Regions from separate parts of the Mus musculus genome. Here region 1 is linked to region 2. The links are chromatin contacts, called in public Hi-C maps. All regions are on one chromosome and are shown on one strand. The core of a region is the stretch at or near the end of the contact, and the rest is flanking DNA. Distances in the headings are between cores, read along the strand shown.

The links. Hi-C and Micro-C count contacts between places; a contact is called where the count stands out from the background.
Region 1: a contact with region 2 is called in a Hi-C map of bone marrow-derived macrophages, with 14 read pairs. The contact joins two enhancer-like sites. A contact is called at or near these places in 2 of 39 promoter capture datasets (cranial neural crest and neural stem cells) and 1 of 484 Hi-C or Micro-C datasets (bone marrow-derived macrophages).

Annotation. Positions count from the first base shown.
Region 1 is chr14:77,794,187-77,796,886 of GRCm38.p6, reverse strand. It overlaps Gm1587 (predicted gene 1587), which reads left to right. Exons shown (of 3, transcript NR_157389.1): 3 at 1,862-2,700. Among named protein-coding and RNA genes, the nearest start is that of Gm1587, 3.4 kb to the left of the region's middle. Within about 2 kb of position 1,391, at least 41 of the 459 cell types and tissues checked have an H3K27ac peak or open chromatin away from gene starts, as enhancers often do. A contact at or near this core is called in bone marrow-derived macrophages, where this site is marked.
Region 2 is chr14:77,342,095-77,344,880 of GRCm38.p6, reverse strand. All of the region lies in intron 3 of Enox1 (ecto-NOX disulfide-thiol exchanger 1), which reads right to left. Among named protein-coding and RNA genes, the nearest start is that of Gm41217, 28 kb to the left of the region's middle. Within about 2 kb of position 1,265, at least 41 of the 459 cell types and tissues checked have an H3K27ac peak or open chromatin away from gene starts, as enhancers often do. A contact at or near this core is called in bone marrow-derived macrophages, where this site is marked.

The DNA of each region.
Region 1 (2,700 bases), core at 142-2,641, 450 kb before region 2:
ATCTCTGGCCTCTACAGGCATGTGCAAGCATGTGCTTGTATAGCCCCACCACAGATTTACATATTTACAATGAACACACACACACACACACACACAATTATTTTTAAAGAATGGTAGTAACTTGCAGTACAGTGTCTTAGTGTTTGGGATGGTAGGGATTGCTGGAAGTATGAGGTCATTCTGAATCGCATAATGAGTTCCAGGCCAGCTCGGGCTACAGTCTGAGACCCTGCCACAAGAAATAAACCAAGAAAAAGCCCAAATGAAAGAATTGAGACACAAATACAGGATGCAGACATACTTCTGAATTTCAGAGCAGCTGAAATAGCGTAGAGCCAGAATCACAAAGCACACTACATGTCATCCAGTACTCGGGAGGCAGGGCAGAAGGGTTGGGGGTGGGGTACACATTGGAAAGGGCAGCCTTGCTACATAGCAAAACCCTGTCTCAAAACACAAAACAAAAATATTAATATAATAATGCTCCACATAACCCCTGGGACATAGTTGTACTCTAGGAGAAAGAAGTATATGTAAAATTCAAATTTAATTTGACATTTCATAGTTTGGCTTGCTAACTCTGACAACTCATGGATGTTGCAAACACAAGCACTTTCCTAGCCAGCCCAATTCTCTGATGGCCCTGATCTATATCTCACTATATCTGCTGTTCTGGAGCTTAAAACAGTCTGGAGACCTGACTTTGGGGGACCAGAATGGCAGCAGTGTGAGGCTAAGAGGGTAAAAGGCAATGTATGTGAGATGGGCTGGAACTTTAACAAGGACCCCAGCAGTGTTGTCTGTGTGCTGCCAGCAGGCCAGCTGGGCAGGATGCTGCACCAGGCTTTCTTTCTCTCTTCCCCTTTACTGGTTGAGGGACTCCTTAAGTCCCCCTCAAAGACCGAGGACACAAAAGGAAACCAGCAAGATTTTTTCCTTTCCTTAATGCCAGGCCCTGGAGAGCTGGCTTGCTTTTTCTTCTAAAATGCCAAGCTGGGCAAGTGGCAAACAGAACCACTCCAACCTTCACCCTTTGGGATTGTTTTTAAATATCTGTCTGTTGTAGCCAGCTTAGAATCTAGCTCTGTCTGCAAACCAGTAGAGGACACGCTTTATTGGAAGGGGCATTACTGTGAGCGCTGTGTGTCTTGTGGTGGTTTTCCTACACTGCATACTATTCTCAAGTTACAGATTCAGGGAGAGGTCCACTCAGGCTGTGAGGTGTTCAGAACCTGCTTTCAAACCCAGGACACTATTGTCTGCCCAAGGAACCAAATCTATTGCCAAGTGCGTACTAGGTTGTCATCCTAACTTGTCCTTTAGCGCTCATGAGGGGTGGACTCTTTTTGAGGAAGTAGTTCTGAGAAGTACCTCCCTCCTTGGAGATCTTTTCCTTCCTTCCTGAGCTATAGGACTTCCCCATGTGTGATGTGGGGAAAAGCCATTCATTTTTTCTGTGTCCTCCTAAGTGCACGAGGTCCTGAAGAACTGAGCCAAAGTTCCTCTTTCTACCAAGCGTTTCCCTTGCCAACATCAGTAACACCCACATCTCACAGCAAATCAACAAACACCCTCCATTGGAAGCAGCGTGAGGATGCCTTATCTGAAATGCTTGGAGCTTCAGAGCTGAGGGGGGAAAAATTAAGACTTAGAATCATTGAATACACAGTGTGATAGTTTGAGTGCTCAGAAAGTTTTAGATTTGGGTGTTGTTCGGACTTCAGATTAGGGATATTCAATTTTACTATTCTTAATTCTCTTTTCCACGAAGTCTGAAGAGAAAAAAAATAAACTAATGAGAGTTGGAGAGATGGCAGAATTGTCCCGCCTTACCTTCTCACCCAAGCTTCTTATCCTACAGCCGAGAAGAACATGTGGTCAATGAAGCTCTTCCTGGAAGTAGACAAGGCATTTCCCAGAATCCTACTTCCAAGAAGAAGCTCTGGGATCCTGCGTCATCCCATGCTGTGCCTTCCTCTTTGTGACCAAGTGCTGAAGCTTTGGCTGAGGTATAGGGACAGGCATAGCTGTGAGGCCTGGGTGGAGGCCTGGGGAAGTCTATAAATGGAGATTACAGCATTCAAGCCGCTTCAATCCTTGTGTTCTGCAGATCTTGGGCCCTTGGAGGGGGTTTATGACTAACCGTGATTGCCTGCTCCCTCAGATCTCACACAGGTCGTTTTTCTTACCAGTCCCATCTGGGGTGACTATGCCAGTATCTTTGCTGACAGAGTTGAATTTGGTCTGTGTTTCGATTGCACAAGAACAAAGCCTGCACTGTAGGAACAACTGTCTCGAGGGCACATCCAGAGCAGGCAGAGTTTCCCTCTCTCTCTCTTGTGTTCCTCTCTTTATTGCTTCCGTTCCTGTACATATTTCAGTGATGTCAGGATTTGGAATGGCTCTACCTTGAGGGGAGCCAAGAAATCCTGAGTGTGTGTGTGTATGTGTGTGTGTTCATGTGCATGAGAGTATATACTGGCAAGACCAAAGCAGTTTGATGTATATCAGCCTGGCTGTTTATTGATCCCATGGAGGTAAAGAAACAGATTGGAATCTCCTGGCTGTAAGAAATATAACCCTTGACCAGCTGCAGCCATTTTTCTGTCTCCTCTGGCCAAAACAAAACAAAAACATTCATTTAAAACTTCTCACCTGGGAAGCACTTGTTAAGAGTATTTCATGCAAATGTGTAAGTTT
Region 2 (2,786 bases), core at 16-2,515:
GCTGTCATTTTCTCCTTTTTTGTTTTCGAAAAGTTTTTCCAGATTCCGTAGAGTTAAGGCAGCACACAAGGCCAGAGATAATAGGAGATAGGAATTCTCGTTTCACAGTCTAGTTATAGTTATAGACGAGGAGTGGTGGCTTAACAGATTATAAGAATTTCTATCTTGAAGAGAAACAACTGGCCTTGGGAATAAGTTATCTGTACCCAGAAATGCTCAATGGAGACAATTTTATATTTTCCTGGAGATATTGCAAAGAAGATTCATGCATCAGAAAGCCACTTTATTTCCTGACCTTTAATATCCCCCTTCGAATTCTTCCAGCCTGAAGCTCCTATGACCATGAAAATACTATACACTGAGGCCAGAACACACACCAACACGGTCAGATGTAAACTGAGAGTCTTTTAGCCTCCAGTACCCGGCAGATGCCTGTTTACTGCTTTCATATCAGGGCAAAGTCTTCCTGCTGGCCTTCACTACAGGGACCTACGTTTCTGTCTTCCAAAGGGAACAGAGTAAATCAATGGTAGATGAAAGTGGGAACTGGACAGCCACTGTAGTACACTGAGCTCCATAGAGACAGTACTGGGGCAAGCAAGAGCTGGATAGCCACTTGGCTACTCTGTGCCTCGCACAGGAAAACCAACTCCATGTCAACAGAGCCCAGATCCTAACAAGCTGTGAAGCAACAATGTCATCATGTGAATTCTTTGTGCAAACTCGCTGGGAGGAGCATGAGAAACATCCGGATGCTTCCATCAGCTTCTTGGTAGGGGGAGGGGGGGGGAGTCTAAGAAGCGCTCTGAGAAGTGGGTGACCCGTCTGCAGAAGAAAGGGGCATGGAAAAAGCTGACAAGGCTTCTTATGAAAGAGAAATAAAACCCTACATCTCCTAAAGGGGAGGCCAAAAGGAAAGCGCAAGGACCACGAAGCACACAGAGGCCTCCTTCAGTTTTCTTCCTGTTCTGTTCTGAGTCACACCCCCAGAACAAAACCGAAGTACTTCCTTATCCATTGGTGACGTTGCAAAGATACTGGGAGCGATGTGGGGCAGCTCCACTGCAGAGAACAAGCAGCCCTGTGAGGAGGCTGCTGAGCTGAAGTAAAGAGGAAAGGGTATTGCTGCCTAGAGAACCAGAGGAAAACCGGATGCAGACAAAAAAAAAAAAAAAAAAAAAAAGCAGGTCTTCAGGGCTGGAAGAGCAAGAAAACCAAACAAACAAAGAAGGAAGAAGAGGATGAAGAAGATGAGGGAGGCGATGAGTACGCTGGTTCTAGTATGGGGTTCTTCTTTTCTATAAAGCATTTCAGCCCCCTGTACATGATTCACTCCTTTGTCCTTTTAAGGAAAAAACACTGAAATGTAAGGATGTGCAAGATTTGTTTTAAATCCGTACATTTTCGTCATTGTCTTCTTCCTCCTGCTCCTCTTCCATCTCCTCCTCCTAGTACAGTTAATAAACTACTGAATGTGTCTTCAGCTAGCCCTAATAAAGTTGCCTAGGACAGTCTTGGGGTTGTAAATCGGTATGGAAATTTAAAGCAGGTTCTTGTTGGTGCACAGCACACAATTTAATTATGTATGAGAACACTAGTTTTGTTTTTGTTTTTTTTAACCTTCAGTTGTTTCTGATGCAGCTTATATGAAAATAACCAATGTTCTGTTAACAAAATGCCACCCTGTGGTTGCAAAAAACAAAACAAAACAAAACAAAAAGGAAAATAGAAAAAGAAAAAAAGCAGCTGTTTTGTTGACATTCTGAATGGTTCTAAGTTAGTGCTTTCTTTTTTAAATTAAAAGAGAAAGGAAGGAAGGAGGGAGGGAGGGAGAAAGGCAGGCAGGCAGGCGCTGGAGGAATGTCTCATTAGAGGACTGGTTGCTCTTCCAGAGGACCCAAGTTCAATTCCCAGCACCCACATGCAGATCACAGCTACAACTCCAATTCTAGGGGACCTGACATCCTCATACAGACATACATGCAGGCAAAAACACCAATGCATGTGAAATAAAATGAATATGTTTTTTTTTAAGGAAAGAAAGGAAATACTTGAGTCCTGGAACAAGGGTGTTCTTAGAAACCGAGAAATCAGAGTTAAGCTGGCGTTGAATGTTCATGATAAAGAAAACCGGTGTAAGGCTAAAGGAGAGAAAATCCAAAGACCCTGAACACTTTACATGAGACTAAGATAAAACAGCAAAACTGAACAAACAATGCTATGGCTCTTACTTGGAAAGGGAGAAGCTGACTTTATACAAACCCCAAGACGCCTTTACCCCACCGCAGGTTGCAGCACCCGAGAGGAAACAGTCAACCTCTCCCGCAGACATTCTGAAGTAGACTCTCAAGGCCTGTCTCAAGATAAGCGCCATCACAAACAAGGGGGCTGAGGGCAGGGCAGGGATACCCAACCGGGCACTGGGTACTATCCCTCATGCAAAGCGAGGCAACCTAGGAAAATCCAGCGCAGCGATAGACTGAGAGTCAGTGGACTTCTAGATCTACGGTCCAATGACATAAGCTAAGATACTCACATCTCTGAGATAAACTACAGTCCATCGGCCGTATCAGGAAAGATTAATACCTGGCAGTCTTCCTCAACTTTCCTATGCACTGGCATTTTATCCTAGTCCTATCCTAATTCTTAGTGATCTATATGTGCAGGGGCAGTCATCCCTCAGCTTCTATCCCCCTTCCCCCTTTTTACTGTAAATGAACAAAAGCTCTTTTATCATCAACAAATAAGGCGACATGGTCTTAACGGAGCAGTACGACTTAATTCTC